Regions from separate parts of the Sus scrofa genome. Here region 1 is linked to region 2. The links are chromatin contacts, called in public targeted proximity ligation maps. All regions are on one chromosome and are shown on one strand. The core of a region is the stretch at or near the end of the contact, and the rest is flanking DNA. Distances in the headings are between cores, read along the strand shown. Region 1 overlaps LOC106509230 (a long non-coding RNA gene). Region 2 overlaps ITPR2 (inositol 1,4,5-trisphosphate receptor type 2).

Region 1 (3,128 bases), core at 329-2,828, 380 kb after region 2:
CTGCCCTAAATTTTTTTTTTTTTTCAGTTGGTGCTTATGAAGATGTCAGAAAAAAGGCATCTGTTCCCATCCCTTCCTGTCTTCCTCTCTCCCTTCCCTCACTTCTCTGGAGCCATACTAGCCTCCCTGCTGCTCTTCCAACCAGACAAGCTTGATCCTTTCCCAGAATATTTGCACTTGTTTATCCATCTGCTTGTGACATGCAGCCCCCAGATGGGGGATAGCTGATTCCAGTCACACCCCACCTTTTTTTTAGATCTCTGCTCAAATGCCACTTCTTCAGAGAGGCCCTCCCTGAGCAACCCGAAGGCAATATATAAAATGCCACCCATCCATCATTCTTTATTTTCGCTCTGTTTTTTTTTCCTGTAGCAAGTATCACCCTTAACATCTTCTGTGTATACTGATGTATATGAATACACAGACATACAAATAATTTGTTTACTGCTTATCTCTCTTGTTAGGAGGAACAGGGACTTTGTTTTGCTCATTGCTGTTTGTCTAATGCCAAGAATGGTAACTTGCAATAAATAAATATTTATATATTTGCCTTTTAAAAATAAACAGGTATTGATCCCCAATAAATATTTGCTGAATGAATGAATGAACATTCCTGGCAAGCATTTCAGCTTGATTACCTTACCAAAGACAACAGAACACGGCCTCTCAGAGCATCCCCTTCCATGTTTTAACTTCCTCAACACTGGGTAAGCACCTGCTGTTTTCCAGGCACTGTGTAACACAGAGATATCAACAAGGGGTAAGAAGTCAAAGGCAGTTAACATCTGGTACCTGCAAATGGAAAAAGATTCAGAATGATTTGGAAGCTGATTGAATTTTATTGTTGCAATTAAATCATAGATATGGTATTTAAGCATTAATAGAATTCCCATAACAATAGAGTTAATATCAATTTCACCTTAGTCCAAATGATTACAGATTATGTTAAAAGAAATTGTTCACTTAACTGAAATAACTTCTTTGAGAATTAAAATTAGTCTGATAATTTCCCCATCCCCTGAGATAGTAAGAAAAAGCTGCAGTAACCCTGTAGAAGAAGTAAGTTTCCAAAAAGATTGCATCTCAGCTTTCAGATGGCAACTGAACCTGGGTGGAAATGTGTGGGACCCTCTGAATTCAACCCATGATGGAATACACATCGCATCTCACAAGGGTTGGAAAGTCCCAGGTGCTTCTGCACTTCACTGGCTCTCCAGATGTGATAACCCTTATACCTTGGTCAGTGAACTTCTTCAAGGCAAAAGCCTATATCTATTTATCAGTGTATGCTCAGCACCTAGCACAATGCCTGGCACACAGTAAGCACTCAATAAACAACTGTTGAAATCCAAGCTCTGTTCTCCGTTCCCACAATCATTGTTCCAGTTCCAAGCTTTATCATCTCTCACCTGGATTATTGCAAGAACCTGCTCAATGGCCTTTGTCCAGACTTTCTTTCCCCATACACTGGCCACTCTGCTGGCTCAGTTAGCTTTTTAAACACCAATAGTGCACTAAAGAATAGTCGGGGACAACCCATCACATGAAGGCATGAAAGCTTAAGCTTCCCTCCTAGTTTCACTTCCTTTTACCCTTCTCCTATTGCCCTCAGCCAGATGATGGGTGTCGACAGACTGCCCTAATTGCACTGAACTACATGTTCACTCCTTTGCTTTATGTTCTTAGCCCTTTCTTTAAATCTCCACTTGGCTGTTTCAAACCTCACTCCACAAACGTGTGTGCAAGAAATGATGTCCTTATTTCTCTCATTTAGTCTAACTTCAAGCCACCTCCCCAAGGGCTGATGGGAAATGACTTCAGTCGTGGGCTGTCCCACGTCCACCCTCCTCAGGATTTCGCAAGAACCTGGGGTGCCAGAATAACAGGGAAAGGAGCTCTTCGTACTCAGATTGTCAATGGTCAGTGTCTGAGCCTGTCACTTTCTGGGTAGGAGTCTTTACTGAAGGAGAAGAAAAGAAAATGGAAAAATGCAATGAGAACAGACATCAGTAGTGTCTCAGTAAACTACCCGGTCACGCTTGGGCTCTTCACATTGTGTTGTAATTAACTGGGTGTGTCTCCCACACCTGGGCACCCACAACACTGCTGCTACTCAAATTGGCACCACCTCCAGCATTGCTTGGCCCTCACTTCTGTGACTGTTTACTTGGTGTTATTCTTTCTGCGGTTTCTTCTCCCAGACCTCTCTCCCACTTACTTTAAGACCTCTGCTTATCTCCTCCATTTCAGGAAAACCCCTACTTCATCAGGAGAATTCAAAACATTGGGCATCACCTCCCTAACTCTCAGCCCTTCCTACCTGCCTCCTCCCACACCCTGGCTTCCCTTCCCACTGTTGCCGAGGGAAAAGTGGCCCTCCATTCGTGCCACTGATAATCGATGGAAATCCACCGTCCTGTCTGCGCAGTGAGTCTGGATCTCTGTTGAGGAGTCCTGTTCATCATTCATTGTATTCCTGGAGTCCAGTACCCTGCCAGGGATAGGAAAGACACCCAATAAACACTTATAGAATAAATGCTTTTTTAGATCTGAGGGCTATACCACAGTTCCTAAAAAATTGTCTAGAGACATAAGACAACTGTTGATATGTGATGCTTTGTGGGTTATTGACACAGAGAGTTTCCCCCTGACTCTGAGTGTGGGCTAAATTTGGAGGAGATAATCCAGGAGGGAATGTAGCTGGCAGCCTATGGAGTTCCTCCTGGGTCAGGTCGGTGCCATCCAGCTGTGAGTTTGCTGTTTTAATACCTCCTATTTGTCTTCTCTGATTACTGCTGGTGAGGCTGGCCTCTGGCACTTGCTGAGGGGAGCAATGGGGAAGCCTCCACGTCCAAGGTGTCACGTTGCTCTCTGCCCCCTCGGGTTCCACCTGAGGACACTGCTCCTGCATTAGCAGACTGTCCCTTGGGGAAAGACAGTAAACACCAAGCTTTCTTACTCCTTGTATGTTTTGAGATGTTTTTCTATTCTCCTTAACTCATAAACTTTGAAAAAAATTTTTTGGTATTTTAAAGTCGCTGTAAATTAGCTAATCAAATTTATCTTTAATCCTACTCTCATATTCTATTTTCTGTCTTCCTTATTATCATGTTCACCTTCAACCTGTT
Region 2 (3,618 bases), core at 823-3,322:
TCACAAACTGAGAATTAAAATCATATTGGCTCCCAGAACAAATATAGAAATTCAGTGACACAGCATGTGTACATGATCAAGGGGCTGCTTCAGAAACCATAGCATTGTGGAAGGAAACCAGCAGAAAAAGAGAAGGTCAGGGTGAGCAGTAATACATTTTAGAAGAAGGAAGTTGGAGAATATAGCCACTCCTGTTCTTTCAACTGAAAGCTAGTCTTGCTCTGTCTGGAAGAGTAAGCAGCTCCAGGAATAAGACCTGCTTATGTGGCTTTTAAGTGGAACAAGAATAACCAGATCAGCCATGTCAGCCCCAGAACAAATAGAGTAGTAGATGTTTGAGCCAGATCACCCTGTATCCATGAAGACGACATTTTCTTTTTCTTTTCTTTTTTTTTCCTTTTTTTTGGCTATGCCTGTGACATGCAGAGTTCCTGGGTAAGGGACCGAACCCATGCCACAACAGTGACCCAAGCCACAGCAGTGACAATACCGGATCCTTAACCCACTGTACCACTGGGGAACTCCAAGAAGACATTTAAAAATGCAGTCTTATGTTACCAGTTATAATGTGAGTAACAATAAAAATGTCAAAGTCAAGGATTCCCCATGTGGTTCAGCGGGTTAAGAACCCAACGTTGTCTCTCTGAGGATGTGGGTTCGATCCCTGGCCTCACTCAGTGGGTTAAGGATCCAGTGTTGTCACAAGCTGAGGCATAGGTTACAGATGCTGCTCGGATCTGGTATTGCCATGGCGGTGGCGTAGGACAGCATCTGCAGCTATGATTTGACCTCTGGCCCAGGAACTTCCAAATGTCTCAGGTATGTGAAAGGCCGTTAAAGGAAAAAAAAATGTCAAAGTCAAGAAAATATGTTGGTTAAGTCAGTTCAGTTTTAAGCAGATTAAGTGTGAGAATAAATACAAATTTTCTAAAAAAGCTAACATGAATGTTGAGAAGAATGGAGAATAAGGATGAAGAATGCAAGAGCTAGCCCTAGATTGAAAATTAAGAATTTAAACTATGAAAGAAATTAAAAATGAAGACATAAGGTCAGTGATCCTCATGGATCTGAGTTTCTGGGAGTGCTTCGAGAGAACAGATTAGATTGAAGATGATGGTAGAATTGTCCAAGGAGTGGGAATTCAGAAGTTAAAAAGGTAACACGGGGTTAAAAACAACGTATGGGAGTTCCCGTCGTGGCTCAGTGGTTAACGAATCCGACTAGGAACCATGAGGTTGCGGGTTTGGTCCCTGCCCTTGCTCAGTGGGTTAACGATCCGGCGTTGCCGTGAGCTGTGGTGTAGGTTGCAGACGTGGCTCGGATCCCGCGTTGCTGTGGCTCTGGCGTAGGCCGGTGGCTACGGCTCCGATTCAACCCCTAGCCTGGGAACCTCCATATGCCGCGGGAGCGGCCCAAGAAATAGCAACAACAACAACAACAACAACAGCAACAACAACAACAAAAAGACAAAAAAAATAAAAAAATAAAAACAACGTATGGAAAAGAAGAGAGAAAACAATAGATGTGAATATGGCTTGAATGGATATATAGAGGTTTCTGAATTTCCCAGAACCAAAATGTTGGGAAAGCAATAGTCTGCAGAGCTGGGATGGTACAACACAGAGGAATTTAAAGCCAGACTTCAGGGAGAGGGAGAATGTCAATCTGAGTGAGGGGAGGAAGAGTCTGAATTGCTGAACACTTCATGCCTTGTGCTGAAGTTGTAAGAGTGTAACTATGAAATGAGAGGTGGTAAGAGTCCCTTGGAAGAACTCAAAGAGGGGATGGGAATGGTGAAATAGTGTTTGTAACCAGCAGTGGAGTTAAGCAACTGTCTGCTCATTTCCTTGCGTGACACCAGAAGTTGTTCCCTTGCCGCTTTATAAATGTCTTTTCTGTGGGGCAGCTCCTCCCCATCAATTTTCATGAAAAATTCAGTTTTCACTCAGAAGCACGCCCACTGTGCCCTTTGATCTTTCCACAAGTGACTCCTTTGACTTTTTCTAGTCCTGGATACGGTATTTGTTTCTTAGGAGGCCGACGGTGGTTGCTGAGTTCCCTATGAACCAGTTGTCCAGACAGCTCCCACACTGAGGCACAGATGCCAGAGACTGGTTGTAAGCGCTGCTTCCCAAGTAGTTGTGTAGCTATGTGCCGAGGGCTGGCTTGCACCCAGATTTTGCTGTTTTTGTTGTCGATGTGGAATCGTTTGGCTCCCGCATGATGATGACCACGCAGACTGGTTTCTGCCTTTGCACAGTTCAGTAATTCCAAAACTGAGCTTCAGCTTCCTCCTTGTTTTACTATTATCATCTTTTGTACAGACAGTTTATTTTGGTGCCCTCAGACTTTCAATTTTTGTTGTTATTCTTTTCATGGTAGGGAGGTAGTTCTGCTTTTTCCACCGTGACATCTTTTTTGGCCTTTCCTGTGGTTGATGTTACAAGAAACAAATAATGCTTCTTGTAAGTGTCTTGTCTGATCTACATAGACCTATAAATGCATGAAAAAGGGAATTTCTTAAGTTCAAATAGCATAGAGTCGTGCAGAGCATTTTCTTACAGTGCAGCTATGTGTCCTTTTAGACTTTCTGTCTCACATGCTCTTCTCATTCATCTCTACCTCCTCTCCCTGCTCCAGTTTTGCTCTTTTATATTCTGCTTTCTTCACTTTCCTTCTCCTCTTTATTCCTGTCTTTCTGCAGACAGTCTAGAACATTGTTCAGTACTTTGGATCAATTTAACTTATGTGAAACTCGATTGTTTCTTTGATTCCATGTAACATTTTCTATTTTTCTGAGACTCTTCATTTCATTCCATTTCGTTTTCTTCCCCAGTTTCATTGAGATTTGATCAACACATAATATTGTATAAGGTGTACAACATGTCTATTTGATACATTTATATGTTACAAAATGATTGGCAGCATAGTCTTAGCTAGCTCTCCAATCCAGTCACATAATTGCCATTTTCCTTTTGCAATGAGAACATTTAAAATCTACTCTCTTAGTAACATCCATGCCTATGGTACAATTTCATTAGTTAAGGTCACTGAGCTGTACATTAGATCCTGATAATTTGTTAATCTTACAACTGGAAGTTTATACCCGTTGACCTCATATCTCCCTCTTTCCGCCACCTCCCAAGCCCTGGTAACCACCATTCTACTCTCTGGTTCTCCGAGTTCATCATTTTTAGATTCCCCATAGAAGTGGTACATATGGCATTGTCTTTTTCTCTCTGAGTTATTTCATTTAGGTTCATCCTGAACCTACAACATTCATCCAGGTTGTTGCAAACAAAAGGATCTCCTTCTTTCTTATGTCTGATTAAGATTCCATAGTATATCTATACCACATCTCCTTTATCCATTCATCCATGGACAAACATTTACATTGTTTCTGTATCTTGGCTATTGTGAATAATACTGCAATGAACATGTGAGGCCCTTTTATTTCAATACCTACTAGGATTAAGAAGTATGTAGAGAAATGTTATGTGCTTTTGCAGGATGCGGAGACGTATTAAGATAGCAAGCCCATGGAAAGCAAAAATAACTCCTGACTCTTAAACCAAGAAAGAATGGATCACTTTAATTGGATATAGGAAATTGTTTTTT

Evidence for each region.
Region 1: a contact with region 2 is called in a targeted proximity ligation map of alveolar macrophages. A contact is called at or near these places in 1 of 47 Hi-C or Micro-C datasets (blood) and 1 of 2 datasets of targeted methods (alveolar macrophages).

The regions. Positions count from the first base shown.
Region 1 is chr5:47,699,858-47,702,985 of Sscrofa11.1, forward strand. It overlaps LOC106509230 (a long non-coding RNA gene), which reads left to right. Exons shown (of 3, transcript XR_002344069.1): 1 at 1-2,427. Among named protein-coding and RNA genes, the nearest start is that of BHLHE41, 14 kb to the left of the region's middle.
Region 2 is chr5:47,321,994-47,325,611 of Sscrofa11.1, forward strand. The region is part of intron 46 of ITPR2 (inositol 1,4,5-trisphosphate receptor type 2); the gene reads left to right. Among named protein-coding and RNA genes, the nearest start is that of SSPN, 290 kb to the right of the region's middle.